Regions from separate parts of the Mus musculus genome. Here region 2 is linked to region 1. A link is a contact called in public targeted proximity ligation data. All regions are on one chromosome and are shown on one strand. The core of a region is the stretch at or near the end of the contact, and the rest is flanking DNA. Distances in the headings are between cores, read along the strand shown. Region 1 has its middle 19 kb from the start of Ccdc88b. Region 2 overlaps Mark2 (MAP/microtubule affinity regulating kinase 2).

Region 1 (4,950 bases), core at 702-3,201:
TGGAGCTCACATCCACAACCTCGGACTCTGAGAGCTCCAAAGGCACCCACTTTCTGAGCCCTCAGTGGTAAAAAAGCATGGAAGGCATCCAGGCATGCAAGCTTGCAAGGTGGAGTCGGAAACCGCCTGGAGTCACCAACCACCCTTGTGATTAAAATACACGTTAAGAATGGACCACCATTAAACATCCATTAAGCAGGGAAACCAAATCCCATGGAAAAGTAAGCTGTGAGAACATCCACAAGGCTCCTCAGTGAGCCAATAAAACAGTCAGCTGACTGCTCTTCTGAAGGTCCTGAGTTCAAATCCCAGCAACCACATGGTGGCTCACCCGTAATGAGATCTCCCTCTTCTGAAGACAGCCACAGTGTACTATGTATAATAATAATACATTGGCCGGGCAGTGGTGGTGCATACCTTTAATCTCAGCACTTGGGAGGCAGAAACAGGTGGATTTCTGAGTTTACAGAGTGAGTCCAGAGCTACACAGAGAAACCCTGTCTCAAAAAAAACCAAATAAATAAAATAAATCTTTGGGCCAGAGTAGTCAGGGAACCACATGAAGGGTTCTAACAACCACATGAAGGCTCACAACCATATAGTGTACTTACATAAAAAAAAAAAAAAAACTTAAAAACAAACCAAACAAACAAAAAAGTCAAACCTTTGCCCTAGCAACCCAGCCTCGCTCGGAGTCCAAGAGGAAAGAAACAGAAGTGTCTGAAGCTGCTGCTCACCCAAAAGCTGAGGATGCCAGGTTTCCACGAGAAGCCAAGAGAACCACACCTCTGCCACACTACGCCCAGACTTCCCGCATCCTCCTCTCTTTAGGCTTTAGCACAGACTGTTCCCACATCTTAGAACATCCATCCAAGGTGCCAGACAGACTCAGAGAAGACTCACGACAGAGTGCTGCTGAGTGCTGCTGAAGGCAGGGCACCTTGTATGACTGTGAGGGGACCTGGAAGTGAGAATGTAAAACCCTAGACATCCCAAAACAGAGATAGCTTCCCAGTGGGTGAAGTACCCAATATTAAGAATCCATATTAGGAGCTGGACATGGTGGCACACATCGGTAACCCCAGCACTCAGGAGCCTGAGGCAGGAGGATTATTTCAATTATAGACTACATAGTCATTTTGAGGCCAACCTGACCTACAGTGTGAAGTAAAAGCCAGCATGAAGATGTAGTAAAGATGCAAACAGAGCAAACCTAAGTTCATTCAGCCCCAGGACCCACAGGGGTTGGGGATGGTGGTGACTGACTCCTGAAAGTTATCTTCCCTTCTGGAAGACCCACTGCAGGAGAATTAGGGTGATGACAGAGATCAGGGTTGTGAGGACAGAGACAGAGCAGGGTCACCAGGGAGATGAGGCCACACTGAGACCTGGGACAGCTCCACACATGCCACTTCCAAAGCTGGGGTTTTGAGACAGGGGCTCACTACGTAGACCAGGATGGTCTTGAATTCACAGAAATCTGTGGCTATGCCTCCTGAGTGCTGTGTGAGTGTGTGAGTGAGTGTGTGCCACCATGCCTGGCTTCCAAGGCTGGTAGAAACAATACTATTTGGAAACTATGGGTTTCTCAAAGGTCCCTCAGAAATGACCCTTGAGTAGCCAATACTTCTTGTTGTCTACCCAATGTCCTGTCTCCTACCCAATGTCCCATAGCAGCATCACCCTCAGTTTCAGCTTGGAAGTGATTTCCCAGTTCCCTTACAGCTGTTTGGGTCACATGACTAAATTCTGTCCAATGAGATTTGTTGAGATCTGCCTCCCAACCCCCAGCATAGCTGTAAGCCATTTTGTTCCATGCCTGCCAGCTATTTCATAATGTGCCTGCCAGTCACTGACACAGAAAAATAATGACTCAGAGCAAAGTCATGCTGATCACATATCCTGTTACATTCTCTATGAGGTTATCTTAAGAAATTCCACAAACTTTATGTAGGACCCATCAAATTAAAGGTCAGTATGAGCTGTTATGTGTAAAATGGCTTGAGTCAGAGCTGACCACCAGACAGCACTTCCGGTGCCTGGGTATGAGCTCACTGTAGTTTTTGAGGTTTTAGCCTTTATAAACTGACAGAGAAAGATGTTGGGGGTCATAGCCTCAGCCCCCAGATTCTGAGCTACACTCCTGATTTATCATATCAGTCTTAGGGTATACGTTCCATAAACCATCCCTGTAGAACTAGATCGGTGTCTGTGTGGTTTGTGGGGCGTCTCCTGGACCCCAACATTTGGTGCACTGCTCATGAAGGCCCCTACTCTCGAGCACCCCTCAGTTGCTGACAGTGAATGCCACCAAGCCAGTTGGGCCCTCTGTGAGGAGATAAGGGGTTTTTTTGGTACCTGTGCAGTTCTTTCTCCTGGTTCAGTCTTGGGTTTTTGTTGGTTTGGTCTTCTTTCTGATGCTTTTTGGTGACTCAAGTGAAGGCAGCTGGACAAGATAGCCCCCTTGGGTCGGGAGGATGGAGGATGCTCTGATTCTTCTGTTGGCCAAGAAGCTGGAGTACAATCCACCCCTCCAGACTTGGACTTGGTCTTTGAAACTCGTCATCCACTTTGGTTTGGGTTTTTTTTTTTTTTTTTTTTTTTTGGCTCCTCTCACCTCTATTTTTAACTCCTTCACTATGGAACATCTGAGTCCCTTTGGTGGGACATCTGGGTCCCTTCCCTCTCCTCCCCAGCTCTTGGTTGCCTTTGGCATGCTGGTCTGTCTATGTCTGTCAGTTTATGTCTGTAATTTTGTTTAGTTGCTTGATTGTTGCTCTGTGTTTCATATTTAAAGAAAAAATGGTTAAGACCTCATCTGCTGGCCGTTTGCCCCTTGACTGAGCTTTAACTCATTTCAAGGATTTTTAGAAAAAAAATAGCTGAATGGGAACAACAAAAACTGATAAACTGTCCTTGGAGGCCTGCATCTGCAGCTAGGGTCTAGCCTTGCTAGAGGAGCCCTCCGAAGCTGCTTGGTCTGCACAAGCCGCTCTTGAGGAGGTGGCAGCAGCATCTCTGCTCATCTGGTAAGGAAGCTATGGCTGGTTCTACAAACCCTCTGCACTCATGAGTACTGGATTCAGCAGATGGAGCTCTTCCCTTCAAGTTACAGCTAGAAAAAAGGAAGAAAGAGCTGGAGAGATGGCTCAGCCGGTAAGAGCCCTGAATGCTCTTCCGGAGGTCCTGCGTTCAAATCCCAGCAACCACATTGTGGCTCACAACCACCCATAATGAAATCTGGCGCCCTCTTCTGGTGTGTCTGAAGACAGCTACAGTGTATACATGTGTAGTAATAAATAAATCTTTGGGCTGGAGAGAGCAGGGACTGAGTGAGCAGAGTTGACCAAAGGGACCAGAGTTGACTAGAGCAAGCAGAAATCCTAAAATTCAATTCCCAAAACCACATGAAGGCTCACAACCATCTGTACAGCTACAGTGTACTCATATAAAAGAAAGAAAGAAAGAAAGAAAGAAAGAAAGAAAGAAAGAAAGAAAGAAAGAAAGAAAGAAAGAAAGAAAAGAGTAAGAAAAATGTTGTCTGTCTAAATGTGTAAGTGTATACATCTTTGTTTCTGACTAGTCTTATAGTTATAGATTATTGGCTTATAAATTATTGGGTATGGTTAAAAATCTGTAACATCTGTAACAGAAAGTCAGCTTAAAACTAGTAACTCAGGGTTAGAGCCGTTCTGGGCAAACACACAGGGCATGAGCCGACCTTGGGAAACAGGTGCCTAAGTATACTTTTAAATTGGGATAATATTTTTATGCAATTCCTGTCCTAAAAGTCAGCCTTATAAAAGATAGGATTTAAAACAATGTTTCTTTAGTGAGGTTTTAAAGCTGCACCTTGATACATTCCTATACAAGAACTTTTCTTGCCGGCAGCCAAACTTTGTAACATTTGGTATTGCTCGCATTGCTCTTGATACTGATTTTAGGAACACCAGATTATTTAAACTGTTAAAAAGAAATGGTTTTAAGCCAGGCAGTGGTGGCACACACCTTTGATCCCAACACTTAGGAGTCAGAGTGAGTTCCAGGACAGCCAGGGCTACACAGAGAAACCCTGTCTCGAAAAACCAAAACCAAACAAACAATTGGTTTTGTCTTCCAAAAATTGTGGTTATGCTCTATGCTTTCACTCTTTTAAAAAGATACTTTATTTTGATATTGCAAAAACAACTTTTTAAAATATTAAAACATATAGAGCTATGGGACATCTTAAATTTTATTAAATATTTTATTATGATGTCTTTATTCATATATGATGGTTACAATGAAGGAGGACATTTTAATGATAATAACTATAATGGTGATAGAAACTATAATGGGTTTAGAAATTATAATGAACAACAGCAATTAAATTAAGGACCTATGAAGGGGGACAATAATGATATTTTAAAAAATGCTCAGTCAATCCCTATTATGATAGCTATGGATCTGATAATGGAAATAACGAATATGACAACAGAAGGTTTTTGTTTAAAAATACAGCTATTGATTGATGAAATATAATGTCAATTAGATATACATTCCTGAGGTATTTTCCCCCTGAGGTATTTATTTTTTTATCTGTTGTTGTTTTGTCTTTTTCTTTTTCTTTTCATTACATCAGGTATATTGCTTTATAAATTATGGTAATGATACCAGGAATAAAAATTAAGGAATTTGTTAATTTAAAATTGTTTAAGGTTTACAATGTTAAAAAGGTTAAGAATCACTGGCTCTTGAAATCCACCCACCATTCCTTTCAGTTTGCCTGAGCTCCAGCAAGGCTCTAACACCCATCTCCTTTCCAGCCCGACAAGCCAAGCAGATAAGAGTCCCCTTGCCATTTTTCTCAACTTGTTAACCTTCCCCTGTCCTGACACTGGTTTCAGCTTAAACCTGATCATATGTGAAAACTGCTATGTTCTATAATGATATACCATATAAAGATCAGAA
Region 2 (4,950 bases), core at 1,484-3,983, 430 kb after region 1:
GAATGTCTTTAATCCCAGCACTCAGGAGGCAGAGGCAGGCAGATTTCTGAGTTCCAGGACAGCCAGGGCTATACAGAGAAACCCCGTCTCGAAAAACAAAAACAAAAACAAAAAAAAAAAAAAAAACGCCATTTCCTCCTTTTCAAAACATTTGGTTAATTTAGTGTCTATCAAAAGGAGGGATTTTGGTTTGTCTTATTTGTAGCCCAGAATGCTTAGCACAGTTTTCAGTAAAATACTAAATAAATGTGCAGGGTGAAGAAGAAAATGTGAATGTGTTGGGGGCTGGAGAAATGGCCTGGCAGTTAAGAGTACTAGTCCGGTGGTGATGGCTAACACCTTTAATCACTCAGGAAGCAAGGCAGGCAGATCTCTGGTCTGAATTCCAAGACAGCCAGAACTACATGGAGAAACCTTGTTTCAGTGGCTGGTGGAAAGAGAAACACTTGCTGCTCTTGCAGAGGACACAGGTTTGGTTCTCAGCACCCACATCAGGTTGCCCACAACTGCCTGCCACTCCAGTTTGGGGGAATCTCATGTCCTCTTCTGACCTTTTTGGGCACCTGCATACATATGGTGCACATATAGATATGTAGAGACACACAGCTATAACTAAATAATATAAAAAAAAAATTTAAGATGGGCGTGGTGGCGCACGCCTTTAATCCCAGCACTCAGGAGGCAGAGGCAGGTGGATTTCTGAGTTCAAGGCCAGCCTGGTCTACAAAGTGAGCTCCAGGACAGCCAGGGCTACACAGAGAAACCCTGTCTCGAAAAACCAAAAAAAGAAAAAAAAATTTTTTTTAAAGGCAGACAAGTGTGGTGGCATATGTCTTTAATACCCTAAGCTACATTTGGCATTCAGGTTCACCAAGCAGGGCTACCTGTCTCAAAAAGGAGGAGGAAGAGAGGAAGGGGGTTGGGGGGCAAAGAAAGAAAGGAGACATGTTGGGAGTGAACAGGAACGTAACTCTTGTTAGAAAGCTTGCTCAGCTATTCAAAGCCCTGGATGACACTCAAAGCACAGTATAAAACTGGACACAGTGTCATATTCCTTAGCACTAGGGTGGAAGCATCAGAATTTCAAGGTTTTCCTCCACTACATAGAAAGTTCAAGACCAGCCTGGACTAGATGAGATCTTATCTCAGAGACAAAGAAAGAAAAGATGTTGGGGAGTTGTGTGTAGTAATATTCACTTGTAATCACATCATCCAGAGGCAGGAGAACTGCCATGAGTTCCAGGCTACCTTGATTACTGTGAATTCTAGGTAGCCAAGTTTTACCTATCAAGAGCTTGTCCTAAGAACAACAAAACAGCAAAAACCAAGTGAGGTGGTGTAGTGGCTCAGAGGGTCAAAGTGTTTGCTATCCCAGCCCTGCCTATCTAAACACCATCTTCCAGAACCCATGTGGAAGCCAGGCATGATGGTGTGCATCTATATTCCCAATATCCCTATAGAGAGATGTGAGACAGAGACAGGAAAACGGCCAGGGAGGCTTATGGGCTAGCTAGCCTGCTGTCTGCCATAGGAGAAACAATAAAGTGCTTGTCTAGCATACAAAAAGGCCATGGGTTCAATACCAGCACTGTAAAAACGAGATTGTAGACAACTATAAAACTTTCCTCAGAAAGTGGAAGTAGGACTCTGAGTTCAAGGTAATTTCCTGTAGACAGGGCAAGTTCATGGTCAACCTACAATACTTGACTCAAAAAAAGGGAAGAGTTGAAATGTCTTCAGATCATGTTCCCAGCTTACAACCAAGTGGGCTCTTGCCCATCAGTCACTAATAGAAACTGGAGATCATAGACAGCTAGGGATCAGCAAGGTGGCATATCTCATCTGCTTACTTCTTGGCTCCCTGTTTCCTCAAAGGGGGAATCTCCTGCCTCTCGTGGCAATCAGGCCTCCCACTTTAGACAGCTCTTCTCTCTGCCTTCCTACATTCAGTCCCTCCTGGTTTGCTAGGAAAACAGCATGTGTTGCAGAGAATGAAATTCAATGTGAACTATTTCAAAAAGCTCCTGATCAGAGAAGTGACAATTACTGCATAAAGACTGCAGGAGACATTCGTATCTGCTACATTTACTGCTTGAACTGGGGCTCTGGTTGGTTACAGGCCCTGTCAACCTTAGGATACTCCCAAATTGCTCTGTCCCACTACACAGAGCTGCGTTCCCACCCTGCCCCTCCCAGAATGCCTCCTGCTACAGTGAGGCAGCATGAACTAAACACAGCAGCGATGGCGGCGGGGAGCTCAGTGACTCACCCAGCACACCATCTCCTCCCAGGATCTCCCGGCTCCTCCTGGGGCTTTGCCAAAGCAAAGCAACAAAGAAGCATGAGATTTTTAAGAAATAAAAATAAAAAATAAAAACCAAAAAACTACCTCAGCATTTATGCAACTGATATGGACTTAACCCTTTGCTCTGACTTGCCTAATGTGGCATCCTTATGGAGGTTGCCTAGGAGTTCAGCCAGCCCCAGGCCAGGAAGCAGGCTTCCAGGTCTTACCCAATTCCAGAAGCTGCTGGAAAGTGCTGAACAAAAGTCATGTCTCTTTTCCACTTCACCTTTTCCTACAAGAATAAAAACTACTGCCTCCTATCCTTCAAGTTCACAGAGGGAGCTGAAGAAGCAAGACAGAGGAAAACCACCAGGCCCGTTCACTGCCCTACAAGTTACTGTGGCCAGAGGTCAGCCAGAGGAGGAGGTTTCAGAAACCACCCAGGGCTGTTACTAATCTGGCCTCACAACTGCCTCCATCAGACCAGACTTTCCACAGTGTGACTACTCCCTTGAAGTGACTGTTAAACATTTAACCAGTTGCTCTGTCCAGAAACCAGGCTCACTTGCCCTAATAGGCAGAGGTGCTACATGCCCATCTTCTGTAGACAGCCAACTAGAATGGGAGAAAACCTGAGCCATGGAAGGGGGGGGGGGTCTGTCAGACCACAGAGTAAATCCACTGCATTGGCTATCCTGGGCACACCTGCTACTCAGGACCATCACAGTCCAGTACAGCTTTCAGCAAGCACCCTGTGAAAAAGAGGGGGTGTCCTTTCATTTTTATTGTTTGGCATCTGGGACTTTATATGTATGCTAGCTTCTGGGACTAACTAAAGAAAACACTCAGGCAGGCATAATGGGCTACAGTGCGTTCCTCCAAAAATTCCCCACTCATCCTAAGTTCCCTTCTAGGAGCTGGGGTGGGGTTTGGGATGAGCTCAGTGGTGTACTGGTTCTACCATGAGCCTAATGATGGGCCCCTGTCCAGCAGTGCTAAAGTTCCCTCTGAGAAACCCTTACCAACAGTAGCTATTCTCTTAGGACCCCACTGATGGGCCACTGCTCTCTGGGTACCATACACACAGTACCTTAATCTTCTAAATCTTGGTGACAGTGTGACACAGAGGACTTGAATAAGGATCCTTCAAAACCTCCTGGCATGGCTGGGGCTTGCAGTGAAATAGGAGAGACTGACTGAAGAGACAGGAACCCAAATAGAAACCAGCATTTTTAATGTCTGCTGCCTCACAGAAGAGAAGAGCTATTGCAAGAGGAACAGGGAAGAAAATGTCCAACTAGAGGGAGGGAAGTGAGCCTCTGACAGTGTCTTGATACATTTGGGGCCAATATAAGAATAGCTGGCTTCCCTATAGCATAATCAAAGCAAGGGGGATGTGTCTATCTGCCATCCTGGACTGAAGGTAAACATTGCTGTACCCTAAGTAGCCACAGTTAAAACAGGTATCTTAGGCAGGCTGGTTGTCAGCAGTTAGGTGAAGACTGGAAAGTTGAAGCCTCCCAGTAAGACTCAGGCCCTCAGCTTCTCACTCTAGACCTAGAGTCAGAGGGGTGGGCAACTATTCAATTACTGACAGTAATGGCCATTTTGTTTCTAGAGAGGCCCTAGCTGCAAGTACTTTCAGCCAGGGGTTACAGTGTACAATACAGATCACAGTCATCTTTTACTACGTGTGTCTTTTCAGAGTCCCAGGAAGACAATATGACTATTTCAGCTTCCAAGAGAAGTGAATGATGCAGGGAAGAGCCAATTCAGCCAGGTGGCAGCAATCTGGCTCTGGGCTTCCTGGCCTCTGACAGGGACGTGCAGGACGACCCTTGGAGAGAAATGGGTCACTTCTGCGTCTTGTTAGATGGACCGTTACACAGACTGAGAGGACGCTGATTGCTGAAGGAGGCAGCCAGCCAAGTCTGTAGCTACCCACCTCTGAATTTATTGAAGACAGGGAAGAAAAGAACCCCAAGAGAGGAATGTGAATGCCATATTCTAAAAGGAAGTTCTAATTGGCAATGAGCATGGAAAACTTACCTGGAATTACAATCAAGCTGGGCACAAGAGTACTACTGTCCCGTCCTATTCCTCTACCTAGTCCATGCTACTCATCAAAGACAAAGAGTCTGGCAGGAATAAAGAAGCTGCTAAACACAAGTCTTAATAAACGGTAAAATCAGCAGTGGTGGCGCACACCTTTAATCCTAGTACTTGGGAGGCAGAGGCAGGCGGATTTCTGAGTTTGAGGCAAGCCTGGTCTACACAGTGAGCTCCAGGACAGCCAGGGCTACACAGAGACCCTTATCTCAAAAAACCAAAGAAGAAAAGAAGAAGAAAAGAAAGAAAGAAGAAAGAAAGAAAGAAAGAGAGAGAGAGAGAGAGAGAGAGAGAGAGAGAGAGAGCGCGAGCGAGCGCAGCCGGGCATGGTGGTGCATGCCTTTAATCCCAGCACTTAGGAGGCAGAGGCAGGCGGATTTCTGAGTTCGAGGCCAGCCTGGTCTACAAAGTGAGTTCTAGGACAGCCAGGGCTACACAGAGAAACCCTGTCTCGAAAAAATAAAAAAAGAAAGAAAGAAAGAAAGAAAGAAAGAAAGAAAGAGAGAGAGAGAGAGGGAGAGAAGGGAGGGAGAGGGAGAGAGAGAGAGAGAGAG

Evidence for each region.
Region 2: a contact with region 1 is called in a targeted proximity ligation map of pancreatic cancer cells. A contact is called at or near these places in 1 of 39 promoter capture datasets (cranial neural crest) and 2 of 130 datasets of targeted methods (embryonic stem cells and pancreatic cancer cells).

What each region holds. Positions count from the first base shown.
Region 1 is chr19:6,875,195-6,880,144 of GRCm38.p6, forward strand. No RefSeq gene overlaps it. Among named protein-coding and RNA genes, the nearest start is that of Ccdc88b, 19 kb to the left of the region's middle.
Region 2 is chr19:7,299,883-7,304,832 of GRCm38.p6, forward strand. The region is part of intron 1 of Mark2 (MAP/microtubule affinity regulating kinase 2); the gene reads right to left. Gm17227 (predicted gene 17227) reads left to right here. Exons shown (of 2, transcript NR_167892.1): 2 at 3,993-4,481. Among named protein-coding and RNA genes, the nearest start is that of Gm17227, 4.7 kb to the left of the region's middle.